Regions from separate parts of the Anas platyrhynchos genome. Here region 1 is linked to region 2. The links are chromatin contacts, called in public Hi-C maps. All regions are on one chromosome and are shown on one strand. The core of a region is the stretch at or near the end of the contact, and the rest is flanking DNA. Distances in the headings are between cores, read along the strand shown. Region 1 overlaps LOC101800542 (ectonucleotide pyrophosphatase/phosphodiesterase family member 3). Region 2 overlaps LOC101800212 (ectonucleotide pyrophosphatase/phosphodiesterase family member 1).

Region 1 (4,836 bases), core at 775-3,274, 99 kb before region 2:
GTGAAGGCAATAGCAGTTTCTGCATGTTCTCTACCCTACTTGAAACTGCTACTGGTAATAGTTACAAGGTGAGATGCAACATCTCTGTATTGTAGGAATAATCTGGATTGAGGAGACTTCCTTTCCCCCATCTATTCATAGATAGTTACATCCCATGTTTTGTCTCTTTCAAGTTGTTAGAAGAAGGGTTTGGGGCAGAGAAGGAAATTGTGGATTGTATGTTAATTAGGTCGATTTCTTCTATTTTTTTCCCTTTATTAGAGTATCTTCTGCAGAATGATCTCCTCTCCTGAGCTAGCAAACCCACTGAATCCTTATTTGTTTTTCACTGTGCTTCTTAGATGACTATCAAGGAACATTTTACTCTCATTTCATACATGAATGGCATTCTGTGCATAGTGTAGAATTCTAGGGCTCAAAGGTGAAGATGTCAGATCAGACTCCAAATATGCTATAGCTTGTGTGCTGCCTGTGTGATAAAACAGGCCCTCTTCTCTGGCTTAATCTGCTTTCTAGCAGCAATTCCCTCAACATTTTAGCTGTTCTGTGTTGTCCCAGATTTCTGAATGGGATCAACACCTCTGAAACATTGCTGTGGTGGTTTCTGGCTGGTGGAGTGACTCCTGATAACCATATGCAGTTAAATTATTGCAGCATATTGTATGGTTTTCATTAGTGTCTTGATGGCAAACTCCTTCATGGTATGCCTATTAATATAGCAGTTAAAATAGTAAATGTGGATGTCAGAGCTAAGGTCTGTAGCTAATAGCTGAGCACTAGACATCTACATGTTCAATCTTGCAACTAAAACTCTAGACAGTACATGTTATGTATATTTGTTTTTCTGTGTTGCTTATTGAATGGTAAAGTAATAGAAGGTGACAGAAAATCATGAACTACCTAGGAACTTTCTCTTGTAGTTTGTGAACTTACATATGAGATGCCAGTGACACTAGTACGAATGTACAGGGTAAACATTACTACTAAATGTCTTTCAGCCTTAGCAGTGCTTTTACCATAGTATTGGTAAGGTTACTATAATTCCATTGCCTCTTGGGCTGAAAATGAGATAGGCAGGGTTATTGGAGAAGCTCTCTCCAAACTGTTTGTGATAATACTCAATGATGGATTTATTTTTGATACTGCACAAATCTGACTGGGCCCTTTCTTGTTGTGCAGTGCAAAAGATCCCCTCAGCACTTCAAGCCTTATCTGACACCTAACCTGCCAAAACGGTTCCATTATGCTAACAACATTCGTATTGACAAAGTTCATCTTCTGGTGGATCGACAGTGGCTGGCTGTAAGGTACCATCATGTTTGTGACCGTTTTCCTTTTCATTTCATTCATTGATGCCTCCTTTCTTGTTTTGTAAGACTTGCAGTGTTACATTTATTTTTTTTTTCAAGTGTAAAAATGAATAATGTAAGCTAAGAATGCATTTTAGTATGACTGAAATCTTCACAGTCTAGTCAAAGAAGTCTAGTACTCCAGAAAAAAATTTTACAGAAAAAAAACAACAGCAGCAGCAACAACAAAAAAGCTATTAAAAAAAAAAGTCTCAAAAATAATGCAGTTAAAAGTGTTACGCAAACCCTTCCTAGTATCTAGACCTTTTGCTGGTGTTAAGGTCATCCTCTCACTGTTCTTCTGGGCCCTTATGACTTCAGTCTGCTGTCCAGAAATTGGCATTATTATCCTTCCTCAATAGGAATATGATGCTGATGTTTCTTTTTCTTCACTCTGTGATCTTACTGAGGTCATTTTTATATGTATGCTAACACACTTCTATAACTTTGTCGTTCTTCACTGGTCTCCAAGTCAACACTACATCTCATTCTACTGTTTATAATGTACTTTACATGTGTTAAATACTTGTTCCTGTTCTCTTTTTTACTTCTAAATATGGCTATATTAGTTTCCGGATCTACATGTCTTTGATAACTCACCAAAACACTGGTGAGTTGTTTGTAGCCTTGGGGTCTCCAGAGGCCAGCTTGGGCAAGTCTGTAGTCATCTCATGTCTGTAGTCTTCTGTGCTATGCTCTGCCCCTTTTCTGTGCTATGCCCCTTTTCAAGGTCCTCTGCTACTGTACAAGGTCAGTTTTTCTCCACACTACATCATTACCTCAGAACTGTAAATATTTCATTCTACCCAGAATAACTAGTTTTTACTGCTGTCTATATAAAAAACTATGTAAAATTCAGGACAATGTTGGTGGTGTAAGTAGCAATACTGTATTTCTGAGATACAGGGCTACAACAGCAGAACTATGATCTGACTTGGAATTTCAAGGCTATTCAAATACTAGAAAACGCCTGATCAGTACATAACTTTATTGTTTATTTTGGTGCAACCAAATAATTGTCCTGAACCTAAAAAGAAATACACAGTGAAAAATATCACATTCATTTTTTCTTTTTAGCTGTGCTTGAGTGTTCTTGTGCCTTTGAAAACAGGGTACATAGGTCTTACAAGTATGTGTTGAATAAATAAAAGATGACTATGTCCTTATCTTTCCAGGTATCTCAGCAACAGTTAAGTTAATACAAGCATTAGTCACCATAAGTCAGAGTATTTTAGCATGTTAATAATTCTATAACCCCTTCCCACATGAACATCTCTCCTTCAAGATCACCCTTTTAAGATATATGATGAGATTGCACTCTCTTGTAAGGCAAAATCCCTTGCAGTCTTATTTGTGTTGTTCCACAGAAGATAACAGATAAATTTTCCTACTATGACTTTTATATTAAGTTGCTGATACCAAGGAATATAACTGAAGAATTCTTCCTAAGCAGATTACACTGTTGTGAAAGTTCTTGCTGAGTAAAGGCCTCAGTCAAAAACAGGCATTTATTCAATTTATTTTGAAAACATTGATTCACTGTACACTCCATAGTTGTCTAGAATATGTTTTGTTTCTGTCCATAGCAACCTGTGGTATAAGATGGAGAGTTCTTCATAAACATGAACACAGGATGAGCAAAAAGCAGTACAATATTATTTCAGAGTCAGTTCTGAGGATATTGTTCAGAGTGCAGTGATTTAGGATGACTCTTACTATCTGCCTCTATTTGTGACGTTTTAATTCACAGTCTGTGATGGTTTCTTCTCAGGGACAACAGTTACACGTTTTGTGACGTAGGTAACCATGGCTATGACAATGAATTTAAAAGTATGGAGGTAAGATGATTTCTATTCAAGTCTTGTGTCTTCTCATGAAGAAAATCAGAATGTGGTAGATGAACCAGGAGAATATATAGTAGTTTTAGCATTGTGATTTTTCTTACCTGTCATCCAGACATACAAACTGTGAACATGTATAGGGTTCACATATTGGTATTGCCTTTCATCAGTGTGTACAAGTCCAGCTTCTTTGGGATCCTGTAGTAAAACTTGTCATGGCTCACCTTAACTCCATGGAACCAGTAAATCAAGCATACTGTGTTCAGATGTGGAACACTAAGTTCTTTCCTTTTCTACTGAAGCAATGACTGAAAAATCTCCATAAACTCAGGGAATCCAATTGAACATCTGAAGGCCTGTGTGCTCAAATAAGCTAAATCTCATTTTCTCTGCTTGTCTTACAAGCCTTAGGCATGTCATCAGGGCAAAAAGATGATTAATATAGCCTGTATATTAATATAGCCTATTTTGAAATTTTGTCTCTTTCATGTCCTGTAACAGGTCTATTTAGAAGTCTTGAGCTTTTGAGCTCAAGAAGATATGTATTATCCATGTACTTTCTGTGAGGTGAAGCTTTAAGTAAGGTCAAGCATACCTCTACTAGTCCCATATCCTGTGCCTAATAATGAGATTCTTCCAGGTCTTCACAACTGTATTAAAACCACATGTCAATATACTGATCAGAATTGCACTCAGTGTTTGTGTTGGAAAAAAAAATAAATTCTGTTTGATGTAGAGACATTAATCATAGATAATCTTATGCTGCTGGCACAACGACTGATTAAAAATATTTCTTTATAAAGTAGTAATATGTCTTAATATTGTCTTCAAAAATATATTAAAAATTCCTTTTCTATTGTGAGAACATAAGAATATTATTTTAGAACAGACTGTTGTCCTGTTTAGTCATGTTTCCTGCCATCTCATGGCAGAGAGCTCAGAAGGCTTATGAAGCAATAGAAACTGATGTGGGACTGTAGGTAGTATCAGGGTTCCATTAAAATGCTTACAGATCCCAGCAAGGGATGTCCAGTACTAAATTGTACTGTTGGTGTTACTGACTTAGGTCTCAGCAAAGTTTGAGATGGGTCTCCCCAGTTCCCTAATGCTGGCTGTTGCCACAGCAATCAGCTCCTAACTATCCAAAGATTTTTGAGAATGCAAAAAAAATACAAAACCAAACTTTATATTTCTGGCTCAATATTAGCATTTAAATAGGATCTGTGAGTGCCAAAACTCTGTGTTTATTGAAGTTGTTACCAACTTTTGCAATGAAAATATAAAAATGTGTGAATTTGAAACACAACGAGCAATAATTTTCATAAGTATGTGTCAAAATATTAAAAAAAGATAAAATATTTTTTCTTAAAATTATATATAATGGGCAAAATTTTTCTTTTTTATCAGAGTAATCCTGTATTGTAATTTATGACTGTGATAAGACTATTTTGGTCCAGTGTCCCCATTTGCATGAAATACAAGTGAATTGTTTTTTTAATTTGGGTTCCTTTAAATAGATTTTTTTTTTCCAATCTAGGCTATATTCCTAGGATATGGCCCAAGTTTTAAAGAAAAAACAGAAGTGGATGCTTTTGAAAACATCGAGGTTTACAACCTTATGTGTGGTGAGTAGAAACAATCTAGTA
Region 2 (4,625 bases), core at 1,167-3,666:
GAAACTCCCTCCTTTTCTAGTACTCATGCTCTTGTCTTTGTAATTCTTCCACTCTCTCTAAAACTGACGAGCCAAAATTGCCTCTGTTATGTATAAAGTTTGGCGTAGTCAATTACACATTTATGTTCTTCTCTTTTTAAAAGAAAGAAAATACATCACGCACAAGTATTTTAAAAGTCTGAAGGGTCTGCAACTGAGCAGAGAGAGGCATTTGACCTTACAGTTTGGTCAGGGCATGGTGGAAGCTGGATTCAAAGCCTGCTGAAGTCAATAGAAGCTTTCCCATTAACTTCAGTTTGAGTGGGCTGATGTCCTGGGACCGTTTTTTTCCTTTAACCAAGTGTATTTTCTTGACCTGTTACAAGCATGTTTGTTTGTTTTTTTTCCTAAAGTAGTTTCACTGTGTGAAATTTAAATGTGTTGTAGCAACCTCACATGACGACATGACTGTGACAGCATTATTCAGTGTAACTGCTTTGTAACTTTGCCTGTGACCAATAAAAACATCGGATGATGTATGCTATTCTTGACCCTCTTTTGTACCAAATGCTACTGAATAGTTGAATGCTAGTACACATATATAGCACTCCGTAACTCTTCTCAGCTGTAGTAGTTATTGACTGTTGATGCCTGATTTCAGGCAAGAGGTGGTGAGAAGTTCCATATCAATCTCATTTATCAAGGTTGGTTTTGATTCAGATTGGCATGGAATAAAACTCCAATAGAAGATAATCTCAATGAAATACACCAATGAATCAGTAAATTTGGGAGATAAACCAATTTCCTCTTGGGACAAAATATTCTGACATCTGGTAGAACTGCTATCATCTCCTGAATGCAAATGTCAGGGATGTTAACACCTTCAGAAAGTGAAGCAATGCCAATTTCAATTGAGAGGCAGCATAGTGAGCCTAGCTCCTGGGTAAGGATGGAACAGGATGGACTTTAGGGAGCAGCTGACTGCTGGTTTGACCTAGGGAAGATTTTGGATGGAAGAGTGGCTGTAAAAGCTGATGTGGTCATCAAGACAGGGTGGTTGCTGAGAGGAGTGTGCGATGTGGCCTTGCCAGAAATTTCCAAGTCAACTTGACAGAGCAGAGAGCTATCTTGATTTCATCTTTGTGTAAATAGTTTTGCTTCTTTTATTTCTTCATCTTTGCTTTTTAAAAATGTGCAATTGTGTCATCTCAATGTTGTGAATAAACACTTTTATTTTTTTCCCATAACTTGTTTATTTACCAATTTTTTTAGGACGGTGGGGCAGGAATGAGCAAGGGGGCAGAGGACATCTCAGGATGGTTTTGCTGCTGACAAAATGTCCTTGGAGTTGTGCCTTCAGAGGTTTTCAGGTTCATATAGCTGGCTGCTCCCCTCTCAGTAACTGTGAGGTATTCACTTGACTAATGTGATAGATTTCTTGCTCTCACTTACCCCAGGCTGTCCCAAGTGTTTTAAAAATAAAATGAGGCAAAATCTGGCTGCCTATATTTGAGAGAGGCCTGTTCTGGTACCTGTGCTTACAACACATCCATCACACACTGGAACCGCTGCATCCACCCAGTGCACAAGAGCCATTTGCCATCAGCACCTGCCAGGGTGCTTGGCCTCAGCTGGAGAGTGGGTGGTCTGGGCATCTGGCTGTCCCTAGGCTGAGGAGATTTGACGTACATAATTATCCCTTTAAATACAAGGTTATAAACCAGGCCTGGCAGTCAGGGAGGAGCTGCTCCTCTGTTGCATGGGAGGGCACTTTCCCTTTTCCAGGAAAATGAGCTTCATGGAGGCCAGAAGACAAAAAGAAAGCCTAAATCTGTGGCTCTGTGGTTAGAGCACTCAGCTGGGAGGAAAGGCCTATTTTTTCACCTCACTTCTTCCAAGATCTGCAGTGAAACTCAGTGCTCTTGCTGAGGAGGCCTCTGTGCCAGGACTAGTTGCCCATCCTACCACCCCAGAGAGGATGCTGAAGGGCAACAGCATCATGAGGGGCTTCTCCTATGGCAGGGTCACCCTGCAGCTGCTGTAATGCTGTGCCCACAGCAGCACCATAACAGGGCTAGGAACCCATCCCAGGGTGCGTGGTGAGGACTATATCTAGCTCTTTTATCACTGTACTGTGGAAAGCCATTTTTACCCTTTTGAGGAGTTCAAGGACAGAGTGAATGTGAGACCAGCAACTTACTAAAGCAAAAATTTCCAAATGTTTTGTTTGGGTTCTGCCATCACCAGTAGCAGCAGCAACAGCAACGTCTCCGGCCTACCCTCATACACCCTGTGGCAACGTCCAGCTGTCTGGGAGCACCGCACTGAGGTGGCTTGTGCATCATGAATGGTACATCTACCATATTTTGGGAACCTTTGCGTTACAGGAAACCAGCCCAGGTTCGGTATCCTGTGACTCAGACTCCCTTGGAAAAGAGTCCAAGTCCCTCACTGAACCGCTATGAGTCACCACACCGGCCTCCAGCCTCAGGAAAGGCTGCTATGGAGACCATGGACAAACTTGCAATAATTATGGAAGCCTGGCTACAGATTCTAAAGGATGCTGTTGCAAATTATCATATTCCTCCTTGGCCACATGTGTTAAATTTGTGTTGCCCTTTATTGCAGATTTAGTCCATTTTATTTTTAGTTTCTCTGCTTGAATAAAACAAATGCAGTGGGATGGAAAACTGAGTCACCCCAAAAGCCCTGACCAATGCCCCCCGATCAAGAGTCAGTGGAATTGCCCTTGGGTTGTGTGCATAACATACGTGAGGCTCTGTGTTCACAGCACCTGGGCAAAGATATAGTCCAGCACCAGCCTCTTTCTGGAGTTTGAAAGAGAAATCATTTGTGTCTCTTCTTGTCTCCCTATGCTGGAAGCTTCACAATCCTGCATCTGTACCAAAGCTTTGAACTTCCAGGTTGTAGAAAGTGCACTGCTCGAGTATACCAAATTCACTTTGAAATCTTGTACCTGCTGGCTGTTTGAAATGGCTTATTCTACCACAAAATTTTGACTCAACTCTCATAATGATGAAACTACATGAAAGCTGTAATTGGCCTTTTTACACTGCAGAAAGTAATTATGTACATTTGGTTCTGCTATTGAAAATAAAAAATGTTTAGGGGAGTGCAAAGTTTACTGATCATTTATGGATACATTTGACTTTATGCAACAGCAAATGCATTTTCAGGTAGCTGCCCCTCTTCTGGTCTGATCTGAGGTAACTGGGAAAAGATGTGTTTTGTTTAGCATACATTTTCTAAAGAAATATGGCCCCAGGATAGTAGAAATCCAGACAAACCATTTGGAAAATTGACTTTCCTAAGCTTTTTATGAAATACTTCGCATTCTTGTAATGAGCTAACACTCCTACTACAAGTTTTAGAGATGAGAGCATTGGGAAGACTGAATTACTGAAGTCTAAAGAATCCAAAACATTATTGGAAGGTTATGCTAGACAAATTGAGGAAGGGCGTTTTTCATATACATTATTGTATATCCTGTGTTTCAGTAGAACTAATTACACTGCAGATGTTGGTAATTTACTTTTCTTGTCCAAATCATATAAGATGCTAAATCCCACTGCTTGCTTCAGCAGGACAGAAATGCAGTATGACTCTATATCAACTGCTTAATCACTGTGACCAGCAGAATCATAGAATCATAGAATATCCTGAGTTGGAAGGGACCCATAAGGATCATCAAGTCCAACTCCTGGCACCACACAGGTCTGCCCAAAAGTTTAGACAATGTGACTATGTGCACAGTCCAATCGCTTTTTAAATTCAGACAGGCTTGGTGCAGTGACTATGAACCCAGGGAACCAGTTCCAGTGAGCAACCACAATCTCGGTGAAGAACCTCTTCCTGATGTCCTGCCTAAACTTCCCCTGCCTCAGCTTAGCACCATTCCCGTGGTCCTATCATTGGTTTTTACAGAGAATAGGTCACCTGCCTCCCCACTTCCCCTTGCAAGGACGTTGTAGACTGCGATGAGGTCGCCCCTCAGCCTCCCCTTCTCCAGGCTGAACCGGCCCAGTGACCTCAGCTGCTCCTCATACGTCTTCCCCTCTAGGCCCTTCACCATCTTCATCGCCCTCCTCTGGACACTTTCCAACAGTTTAATGTCCTTCTTGTACTGTGGTGCCCATAACTGCACACAGTACTCTAAGTGAGGCCGCACCAGTGCAGAGTAGAGCAGGACAATCACCTCCCTCAACCAACTAGCCATGCCATGCTTGGTGCAGCCCGGATACGGTTGGCCCTCCTGGCTGCCAGGGCACACTGCTGGCTCATATTCAACTTGCAGTTGACCACAACCCCCAGATCCCTCTTTGCAGGGCTGCTCTCCAGCGTCTCATCACCCAGTCTTTATATATAGCTAGGGTTGCCCTATCCCAGGTGCAGGATCCAGCACTTGCCTTTGTTAAACTTCATATGGTTGGTGATCGCCCAGCTCTCCAATCTGTCTAGGTCTCTCTGCAAGGCCTTTCCACCCTCAACAGAGTCCACAACTCCTCCAAGTTTGGTGTTGTTGGCAAATTTGCTCAAAACACCTTCTAGTCCTACCTCCAAATCATTTATAAAGACATTGAAGAGGACTGGACCTAAAATGGAGCCTTGAGGGACCCAACTAGTGA

Evidence for each region. A called contact is a pair of places that touch in the nucleus more often than the background predicts.
Region 1: a Hi-C map of skeletal muscle shows a contact between it and region 2, with 4 times the contacts expected there. The contact joins two enhancer-like sites. A contact is called at or near these places in 5 of 8 Hi-C or Micro-C datasets (F1 follicle, liver, skeletal muscle and 1 more).

What each region holds. Positions count from the first base shown.
Region 1 is chr3:62,971,234-62,976,069 of IASCAAS_PekinDuck_T2T, reverse strand. It overlaps LOC101800542 (ectonucleotide pyrophosphatase/phosphodiesterase family member 3), which reads left to right. Exons shown (of 25, transcript XM_005009574.6): 15 at 1,180-1,307; 16 at 3,121-3,187; 17 at 4,728-4,815. Among named protein-coding and RNA genes, the nearest start is that of MED23, 30 kb to the left of the region's middle. Within about 2 kb of position 2,024, at least 1 of the 8 cell types and tissues checked has an H3K27ac peak or open chromatin away from gene starts, as enhancers often do.
Region 2 is chr3:62,872,727-62,877,351 of IASCAAS_PekinDuck_T2T, reverse strand. It overlaps LOC101800212 (ectonucleotide pyrophosphatase/phosphodiesterase family member 1), which reads left to right. Exons shown (of 25, transcript XM_038176886.2): 25 at 1-523. Among named protein-coding and RNA genes, the nearest start is that of CCN2, 17 kb to the right of the region's middle. Within about 2 kb of position 2,416, at least 2 of the 8 cell types and tissues checked have an H3K27ac peak or open chromatin away from gene starts, as enhancers often do.